Regions from separate parts of the Sus scrofa genome. Here region 2 is linked to region 1. A link is a contact called in public HiChIP or PLAC-seq data. All regions are on one chromosome and are shown on one strand. The core of a region is the stretch at or near the end of the contact, and the rest is flanking DNA. Distances in the headings are between cores, read along the strand shown. Region 1 holds the start of MARCH6 (membrane associated ring-CH-type finger 6). Region 2 overlaps CMBL (carboxymethylenebutenolidase homolog).

Region 1 (4,647 bases), core at 1,092-3,591:
CACCCTCAGCCTGTTTGCTGGTGAGGCTGAAAATATGACCTTGAGAGCTCTCAGTGGCCTTGTCTCCAGCCATGCAGAGGAAGCTGATCTGACAGCATGAAACTGCTGTGGGGAGAGAAGCTGAGCTGGGGATGGGGGCAGAGGAGGGATTCTGGCAATCCCTGAGGCCCACTGGACCACTACCCTTGTCACAGTCTGCTCATATCAACAGTACAATCCTCTCTTCTGTCTACCAGCTTAGTTGGTAACCAAGGGATATCTGACTTATGCATCTCAAAGGGCTTGTTGTGAGGACCAATGCCTGGCACACTCTGTAGGGCACTCAGCAAATATTGGTTGATGGCTCTTACATTTAAACTCCAAAGGCTGAATGAGTAGAGGTTGGGGCAATTCTCAATTCTAGTAAGTAACTTTCCTTTGAGCATCATAAAGGAAAACACATGAAGACAAAAGGAGGGATTCCTCCAGCCCCATCACAAACACTCACATCCCTCCAATCCTAACCCAGTTCTACTGCCTAGAGGTTCCTATAGCTGTCCTAAAAGACTACTAGTGTCTCTTTCAAGAAGTCTCACTCCTTCAGAATCCTTCCCCCTTCTGCTCTACAACACCTGAGACTGGGTCTGGTGGTCCTGAATTGTGCCCCTGGTCTAAGCTGAGTGAGAAGTGCTCTGCCACAGGCCCTATAGAGGGCACGAGTGCTTGTCCTGTTGGGTGGGAGGGATGGAGACTGGGGAATGAGCCTCCTTCAGACTCAATTTCTTGGGAGATAATAATAGTCTAAACATATTTAAGGATAAGCTTAAATGTGTTCAGTTCTCAAGGTCAACCCTTGAAATCAGTGGTTCTCCATTATTGTGTCAAGAACTTGAATTCCTTCCTGTCTTGGGTACCATGAGTGACATTGGTCAAATCAGTGACATTAGTCTTCAAGGGCTGCTCTCTTTCTGAAGGATTCTACTTCATTATTTTCATTCTCAGTTTCATTCTGATTGAGGAAGTTCAGAGGTGGGAGATTTTCCCAATTCCTTTCCTCACACGGATAGAAAAGAGATGGCTAGCATTCTTGCATCTATTTCTGCAATTTATCTGCATATTGTTTAAAATATATTTTCTTGGGATTAGAGACATCTTTAGTTCTACTTAGGTAATTCTAAGGTGGTGGCCTTTCTCATCAGTAATTTCTAAATAGTTCTAAATAATTTCTAAATAATTCTAAATAATTCTAAATAATTTCTAAATAATTCTTTGGTGAGGAAAAGTGGTGTACTGAAAGAACGTGCTCAGTCTTTCATAAGGCTGAAGCAATTTAGCCCTGGCCAGGTTAAGTGTCCATAACCCAGTATACCAAGTTCTGTCCCTATCTGAACAGATTTCCCCTAGAGAAGGGTGTTTGTTTCAACCTCCAACCTAAGCAGTTTATTGTAGTTCTTCCAGTCAAATGCAGAACTATGGTAATGATAGGGCCTGACTTTTTCATTTTACTTCCTTTTTGTCTTTTGTCTTTTTAGGGCTGCAGCCGTGGCATACGGAGATTCCCAGACTAGGGGTCCAATGGAAACTCTAGCTGCCGGCCTACGCCACAGCCAAAGGAAATCAGAGCCTCGACTGCAACCTACACCACAGCTCAAGGCAAAGCCAGATCTTAACCCACTCAGCCAGGCCAGGGATCGAATCCCCAACGTCATGGTTACTAGTTGGGTTCATTAACCACTGAGTGACGTCGGGAACTCTGACTTTTTAATTTTATTGGCATTCTAGTACTTCCTCAAAACATGCATCAGAACTGCCCGCGTGCAGAACAAAAATGCATATTCCTGGGCCAGCTCCAGACACGCGGCACCGGAATCTCCGGGCGCGATAGCGCAGAACTCGTATTTCACAAGTCCCAGGTAACAGTTCTTCAGCCCTGGGACCCGTCTTTGTCCTGCACCGCCGCCCGGCCTGCGCTGGGCTAGCCGCCTCGCTGTCAGGCGCTGGCTCACGCTGCTCACTTCCATCGTGTTGTGTCTTCTTTGTTGCTTCCCTCAGTGTTATTAGAGTTCAACTCCTACTAAGGTTTCAGCCTCGCTGCCCCGCGCAACCCTCAGGACAAGGTCCAGGAGGCCCAATGCCCACGACGGCGGCCACCAGCTGCTCGGGCCGGGCCGGGATGGCCCCCCACGGGTACCGCGCACTGAGCGTGCGCGCCTCCGCCGCGGCCGGAAATGACGGCACCTGTCGTTGGGGGCGCTCCGCCCCTTCCGCCTCCATGCCCCGCCCAGGCCTCGCCCCTCTGCTCTCCCCGACCCTCCCCCTCCCCTCTGTCGCCCGCTTTCTGTCAGCCTCTCTCCCTCTCCCTCTTCCCCTCTCTCCTTCCTCTAGCTTCCTCTCTCGCACCTGAGCACAAACACCTGCCCGGGCCCGGCTCCGCTCCCTCCTCCCTCCTCCCCCTCCCTTTTTCCCCGCCCCGGCCGGAAGGCTCCGGCCTCGGCCACAGGAGCTTCGCGGCTGCGTCACCGCCGCCCCCTCAGACAAGATGGACACCGCCGAGGAAGGTAAGTCGGCGGCGCCCGCGCCCTTTCTCCCGCGCCCGGGTTCGGGCTGGGCCCGCGCCCAGTCTGCGGCGCTCCAGGCGGGCCGCGGGGCCCGGGCGGCGCTGGGGGCACCTCGGCTCGGGGCGGAGGCGCGCGGTGACAGCGGGGGACCGGCGCCCGGGCCGTTTGCCCGCCGAGCAGCCCGGCGCGAGGGGCGGCGGGGACAGAAGGTGACCCCTCGGCGCCCCCCGCCGTTTCCCGCCCGCGCGCGTGGAGGGCAGGGCCCCTGCCCGGGCCGGGGGGCGTCGGGGCTGCGGTGGCCGCGGCCGGTGAGACTCCCCACCCCTCCGTCCCGCCAGCCCCGGGGGACGACGCTGTCGTCGCCGCTCAGAGTCTGGGGGCGTTTTCCACACCCTTCCCCCACTCGGTTTTGTCTTTCTTTATATCGTTTTGCCCGTAGCTCTGCGGGCCCGACCCTTTCACGGCAGAACTTCTTTGTTGACTCAAACTTAGCGAAAAATACCCCGCCAGGTGACGGCTGAGTGGAATCAACTGACCCCTATTTAAAAACCTTATCCTCTGCTTGCGAGTCCCGAATTATTTGTTTACTAAACGGGGACGAGGCAGGCCCAACGGGGTTATTCGCAGAAGGGGTGCTCTGTAGAATTCCTTTGTTTCAGTGTGATTTATTTTGTGCTTAATCCCTGACACCAATAAGCCGAGTTTTGTGCGTGTGTTGCTTGGTTGAGTGTGTGTGTGTTTTGGATGTGGCTGTTTTGGATCAAGCTGACTCTTGTAAACTGAATACATACGTGGATACATAACTGAACAGTTGTGACTATTGAAATGCATTTGCTTATCCGCTGACGGTAATTAGGTTGTTTTTTAAGCAGTTTTATCTTTTTAGAGTCTATCGAATAATTTTACTGAGTCCATAGAGGAAATTACTCTCCTGATGCTTGATGTGTAGGATGTCAGTGAAGATAAGATACCTTTCTGCTTCGGGTATATTATGTAGCTGTCTGATAAGCACCTTTCAACCGTATGGATTTTGGTGATTTTAAATGAGGATCTTTGAGGACTGTTGTGGCGTGCAATAATGAGTGACAGGAAGTTTGATACTGTATGTGTAATGAGTGGAGACAATTTATTATTTTTTAAAGAAGTCTTAGTAAGAACTTCAAACTGTAGCCGCATGTTATACTTGAGTTTACAAAGCATATTTACATGCCTTCACATTTGATCTTAGTAAGAGCCCCGTGGAGTAGCGCGGGGGGTATTATAGATGCGGAAGTTCAGGCTGGCTGGCTTCTTTCTTTCTTCAACAGTGACAAGCCAGATCCTTAACCGCTGAGCTTCCTGGGAACTCCCAAGCTTAGTTATTTAAATAACTTGTCTAAGCTTCACATGCTAGTTAAGAGACAGATATGAACCTAGGCCTTCTCATTACAAATAGTTTTCATTATGTCTTAGTTTTTTTATTATATACAGTGAGTGAAGTAATAACCACCGGCGACTCCTTTGGAAAAAAACAGTCAAGTGACACTGCTGAGGAGGTTATTAGGAATTATCTTCTTTTGATAGATGATTCTTGTGTGTAAATTTCCGTCTCCATAGATTTCACATACTTCTGGATTCAGATTTTAATGACTCAATTTAGTAAGGCTTGTGTTTATTTACCACTTGATAATGTACTGGCATGTTTTCCTCCCATTCTTTAAGCCTGTGCACTTAGTGTTTGCATACTAAATGTGTGGTGTGATAGTGGTAATTCAGGAATTGTAGAATCTGAAAGTTTATGTGGAATCATGATGAAAGAAATATATTTTTTTTGTCTTTGACCACAGCATATGGAAGTTCACAGGCCAGGGGTCAAAGTGGTGCAACAGTAGCAACCTAAGCTGCTGCAGTGACAACACAGGGTCCTTAACCCGCTGAGCCACAGGGAACTCCTGAAAGAAATATTTTCTATGTGCTTCTAGTGCACTGTTTTTTTCCTTGTAAAGTTATAATAAGGGTGAGGTATAAATGATATTTACTGTCTTGAATGCTGTTCTTGAAATAACTAAAATTTACTGAGGACTTAATATAGGGCATGTACTTCACTAAATACTTCATAGACATCTCATTT
Region 2 (4,647 bases), core at 635-3,134, 66 kb before region 1:
GCCACTGGCTCTGGTCTCCCGCCAACCCTGAGGTTACACAGAGTCCCGGTGCTCGGCAAGCCGGGAGCACCCAGGGCTGCTTGGAGCATCTCTCTGGACTGAGGAACTGCACAGAGACCCTGGCCTGAGCCAAAAGCACTGCTGCTCTGCACAAGACCCAGAGAGAGGATGGCCAGGACACAAGAGAGTCGGGTCCCCGGAGAGTATGGGGAGTGAGGCGGGCCGAGGAGCCAGGGAGCCACACCGAGCAGGAGCAGAGGTCCCGTGGGCTGTGAGCAGAGGTCTGCCCGGGGTCCAGCAGCCCAGGAGCCAGAGGGCCATCAGCCCAGAGCCTACCCTGGAGGAGCAGAGTTCCAGAGACCAAGTGGCCATGGGCAGGGGGCCACGTTACCGGCACCTGCCCCAGCCTGGGCTTGGGGAGCAGCTTATCAAACACCTGAGGCTCACAGGTGAGGTGGGACAAAGTCAGAGGATGGGAGAGAAGTGTCTGGAAGGACACACAGTCAAGGTGAGTTAGGGGCTGGTATCAGGGGAACCCTTTGTCCTGGGCTCAGGATTTCCTGCTCAGGAAAACCTCTTTCCTGATTCCTCATTCCTGCCTCTTTCCCACTCCATCCTAATCCTCCAGATAAAGAAGAGGGGATCTGGGAGTTCCCGCTGTGGCTCAGTGTAACAAACCCTACTAGTATCCATGAGGACTTGGGTTCAATCCCTGGCGCTGCTAAGGGGGTTAAGAATCTAGCATTGCTGGGAGCTGCAGTGTACACTGAAGACGCGGCTCGGATCTGGCACTGCAGTGAGCTGTGGTGTGGTGTAGCTTGGATCTCCAATTGCTGTGGCTGTGGCGTAGGCCGGCAGCTGCAGCTCTGATTCAACCCCCAGCCTGGGAACCTCCATATGCCACAGGTGCAGCCCTAAAAAACAAAAACAAAAACAAGAGGGGATCTGAGTGACAGCTGAGTGTCGCCCTGCTTCTGGACTGGGTGAAGCCAATTTAACAAAGGCTGCCATCCTGTGGGATCCCCGCTTTTCTTCCCACTGCTTCTCGCGGACCCTGTCGGGACAGCAGTCCTGGTCTGCTGGGGCTGCTCTAAAGACCCAAAGTTTCCCTGGAGGAGGGGTGGCCCTTGGGGCCTCGGATCAAAAGCCTCCGCTCCAATCAACTGAGGACAAGTAGGTCCTTTTCTCTAGTCTCTCTGCTTGTTTCAACTGGTTCTCAGCCAGGAGGAGAGAATACTGATCTCTGAACCCCCAGAGCCCAACTGTCAAGGAAAATCAGGCCCAAAGAACATTCCAGAGAGAGAAGCAAGCAAGCTTGCTGGCCAGCAGGGTGCTTGCTGGTTGCTAACCTTCCACTGTATGAACTGTGCTACATGAAACCGGTTCCTTTTGTGCTTCAGGAAGGGCTCCGTTGGCTGTGGCCTCCGAGGTTCATTGATGGGGAAGGGGGGAGGTGGGGGGGGATCTGAATGATGATCCCAGACCCTCCCTGTCCCCTCAGTCCTCCACTCCCTGGCAGCCCTGGGGGCACCAGGAACACAGCCACACCGGCTGGTAAGGTCCTCGTAACTCACCTGTTGATCTTTCTGGCATCTCTGGTCTTCAACCACTCAGGGAAAGTGGACCAGTCCCCAGAGGGGTGCCACGGCTCCTGTCCTACAAAGAAGTCTGGAACGATGGTTCTGGAAAAAAGGGACATTCAGCGAGTGTAGCGTCAGAGCTGCGGGGACTCCATATTTGCTTACATTCATTTAGAAACATGCCAGGTTGTGGTTCCAGACCACGGGAGAAGAAAAGTAGTGCCTCGAGGGCCAACTGTGATCGCAGCAAAGACGCCAACTGGTTCCAGGCCAGAATATCTCAGATTTCACAAACCCAAGGTGCCCGGGCGCTGGCAGCCTGCCCAGAGCCCAGCCCACCTGGCGTGCCAAGGCCTTGGCTGGGCACATGCCCCTTAGATGTGATGCCCCAGGACAAAGGTTCCCGGCAGCAGCACTGGAGAGGGCCTGGGCGGGCAGAGCTCCCTTCCTGCCCCTGAGACCTGTGCCTCTCCGCTGGCCTTTCGTGTCAGCCTCAGGCCAGGAGGGCACACTTGGTGAGTGATCCAGTCACCGTGACCAAGCACTTTCCCAGCCTCCGGCCAGGATGCCAACAGGCTATCAGGTCCTGCCCAGAGGGTATGGTCTCATGCAGGGTCCAAAAGGGACCACGGAGGAGGTCCTGTTGTGGCTCAGGAGGTTAAGAACCTGATGAGTATCCATGAGGATACAGGTTCGATCCCTAGTCTCCCTCAGTGGGTTAAGGATCCAACATTGCTATAGCTGTGAGCTAGGCTGGCATCTGTAGCTCAGATTTGACCCCTAGCCTGGGAACCTCCATATGCTGCAGGTGCGGCCCTAAAAAAATAAATAAATAATAAATAAAGGGTCCATTCAACCTTCCAAGTGTGTCAACCCCGGGGGGAATGGGGCCACATGGCTCCAGACAGAGACCCCGTTCCTAATACATGTCACAGCCACAGATGGAGGAAGCCAGCTTCTCCTGCAGGGGTCCCAAGAAGACTGAAATCTGGGTCAGCAGAATCAGGTCCCAGAACTGCCCCATTCTGCTCTGAAACCTGAACAAGCTATTTAATCACTTTTGGCCTCGTTTTCTTGATATGATAGAGACAGCCCAGTGAAACCTCAGAGGATTATTTTGAAGGCAAAATAGGTAAGTGTGAGTGGGATTTGTAAGTCTTAGGCATCTTTACTCACTTTTTTTTTTTTTTTTTGAATGGCCACATCTGCAGATGGAAGTTCCCGGGCTAGGGGTTGAATCAGAGCTACAGCTGCCGGCCTATACCACAGCCACAGCAATGCCAGATCCAAGCCATGTCTGCAAACTACACCACAGCCCATGGCAACGCTGGATCCTTAACCCACTGAGCAAGGCCAGGGATCGAACCCCTGTCCTCACGGATACTAGTCAGATTTGTTTCCACGGAGCCACGACAGGAACTTCTCAGCTCCTCCTTTCGAGAAGACAAAGGGAACAGGGGTGCCCCACACTCAAGACCTGCTGAAGCTGGACAGGAAGAAATGGTCCTTCCTCTCTCTCCTCCATGCTTTACTGAACCTGCTACTGACACCAGGGCTCTGAGAAGCCAAGAGGTGACAGCATTCACCAAAGGGCTGTGGCCACACAATGTGACAATGAGATGACCTTTGGGAGATGAGTGAGGCCTCACTATGCCAGGTGTGGAAGCCAGTCTAATTCAGAGCAGGATAACCATGGGTGCCCTGAGTGTGAAAGCTGACCCCAAGCAGAGATGCTTCAAGGCCAAGTAATGGGTCCATTTTAGAGCTGGCAAGTCCTGCCCCAGGTGTCCCGTACTGGCATCTGGGCAGGGCCCACAGCGGGAAATAATTCTTTCAACAAGTCTACGGGGCCAGCCACTCCTAGGACAACCCGAAGCCCAAGGCTCGTGTTGGAAGCAGTTGGCTTCCATTGGACACTGGCTGTCACATGCCACTCTCCACTTACCTACAGCCCAGCGAGATAAAAAAAATAGCTCACATAAATCAGAATAGAGGCAAGGTCTCTTGGCTTTGTTTCCTTCGAAGGGAACAAAATAGATCATGGAAATTTACATGAATCCAAGAAAAGAAGAAGAATTTTATACAGGGAGTTCCCTTCGTGGCTCAGAAGTTAAAGAACCCGACTGGGATCCATGAGGATGCAGGTTCCATCCCTGGCCTCCTTCGGTGGGTTAAGGATCTGGCGTTGCCATGAGCTGTGGTGTAGGTCACAGATGCGGCTCAGATCTAGCATTGCTGTGGCTGTGGCACAGGCTGACAGCTGAAGCTCTGATTTGACCCCTAGCCTGGGAACTTCCATGTACCACGGGTGCAACCTTAAAAAGAAAAGAAGGAAGGAAGGAAGGGAGGGAGGGAGGGGGAGAGAGAGAGAGAGAGAGAGAGAGAAAGAAAGAAAAAAGAAAAAGAAAGAAGGAAAGAAAGAAAATAATTGTATACATACGTGTATCCATTTCCTGCAAGCATGTCAGCCATGTATCTGGTATTGGGCAACTGCCAGCCAAATATATCTTGAATGACAATCACTGCTTTGCCCGCGTCCACAGGGGACTTAGTGAGATAAGCCTTGATGTGCTCGACTTGAACTTCATGCCCCAACCCTCCGTACTCTATCCTATGGCCAATGTCGCACGGGCAAGGATGAGCTTCGTTAGCCATTGGAGATTTTTAGGTCAGGCTATGGAGAGAGACACAAGCATTATACCCTTGAGTGCTGCAAATCCTAAGATTTTAAACAAAAAGTAAACCAAAATAATTTGAAAAAATTCATTTTAGGAAGTTCCCATTGTGGCGCATCAGAAACAAATCCGACTAGGAACCATAAGGTTGCAGGTTTGATCCCTGGCCTCGTTCAGTGGGTTAAGGATCCGGCATTGCCATGAGCTGTGGTACAGGTTGCAGACACAGCTCAGATCTGGCATTGCTGTGGCTGTGGTGTAGACTGGCAGCTGTAGCTCCAATTAGACCCCTAGCCTGGGAACCTCCATGTGCCACAAGTGCAGCCCTAAAAAGAAAAAAAAAAAAGAAAGAAAGAAAAAGAAAAATTCAACTATACTCAGTATATTCATGC

Evidence for each region. HiChIP or PLAC-seq counts read pairs in DNA pulled down with a chosen protein or histone mark.
Region 2: a contact with region 1 is called in an H3K27ac HiChIP or PLAC-seq map of skeletal muscle, with 2.9 times the contacts expected there. The contact joins the enhancer-like site here to the promoter of MARCH6 in region 1. A contact is called at or near these places in 1 of 5 promoter capture datasets (liver), 11 of 47 Hi-C or Micro-C datasets (blood, fetal heart ventricle, liver and 5 more) and 2 of 2 datasets of contacts at active chromatin or transcription factors (alveolar macrophages and skeletal muscle).

What each region holds. Positions count from the first base shown.
Region 1 is chr16:72,125,504-72,130,150 of Sscrofa11.1, reverse strand. MARCH6 (membrane associated ring-CH-type finger 6) reads left to right here and starts at 2,341. Exons shown (of 27, transcript NM_001130535.1): 1 at 2,341-2,537. The coding sequence starts at 2,519.
Region 2 is chr16:72,191,123-72,195,769 of Sscrofa11.1, reverse strand. It overlaps CMBL (carboxymethylenebutenolidase homolog), which reads right to left. Exons shown (of 6, transcript NM_001244350.1): 2 at 4,021-4,254; 3 at 1,575-1,682. The coding sequence starts at 4,235. Among named protein-coding and RNA genes, the nearest start is that of CMBL, 23 kb to the right of the region's middle. Within about 2 kb of position 1,884, at least 4 of the 83 cell types and tissues checked have an H3K27ac peak or open chromatin away from gene starts, as enhancers often do. A contact at or near this core is called in liver and skeletal muscle, where this site is marked.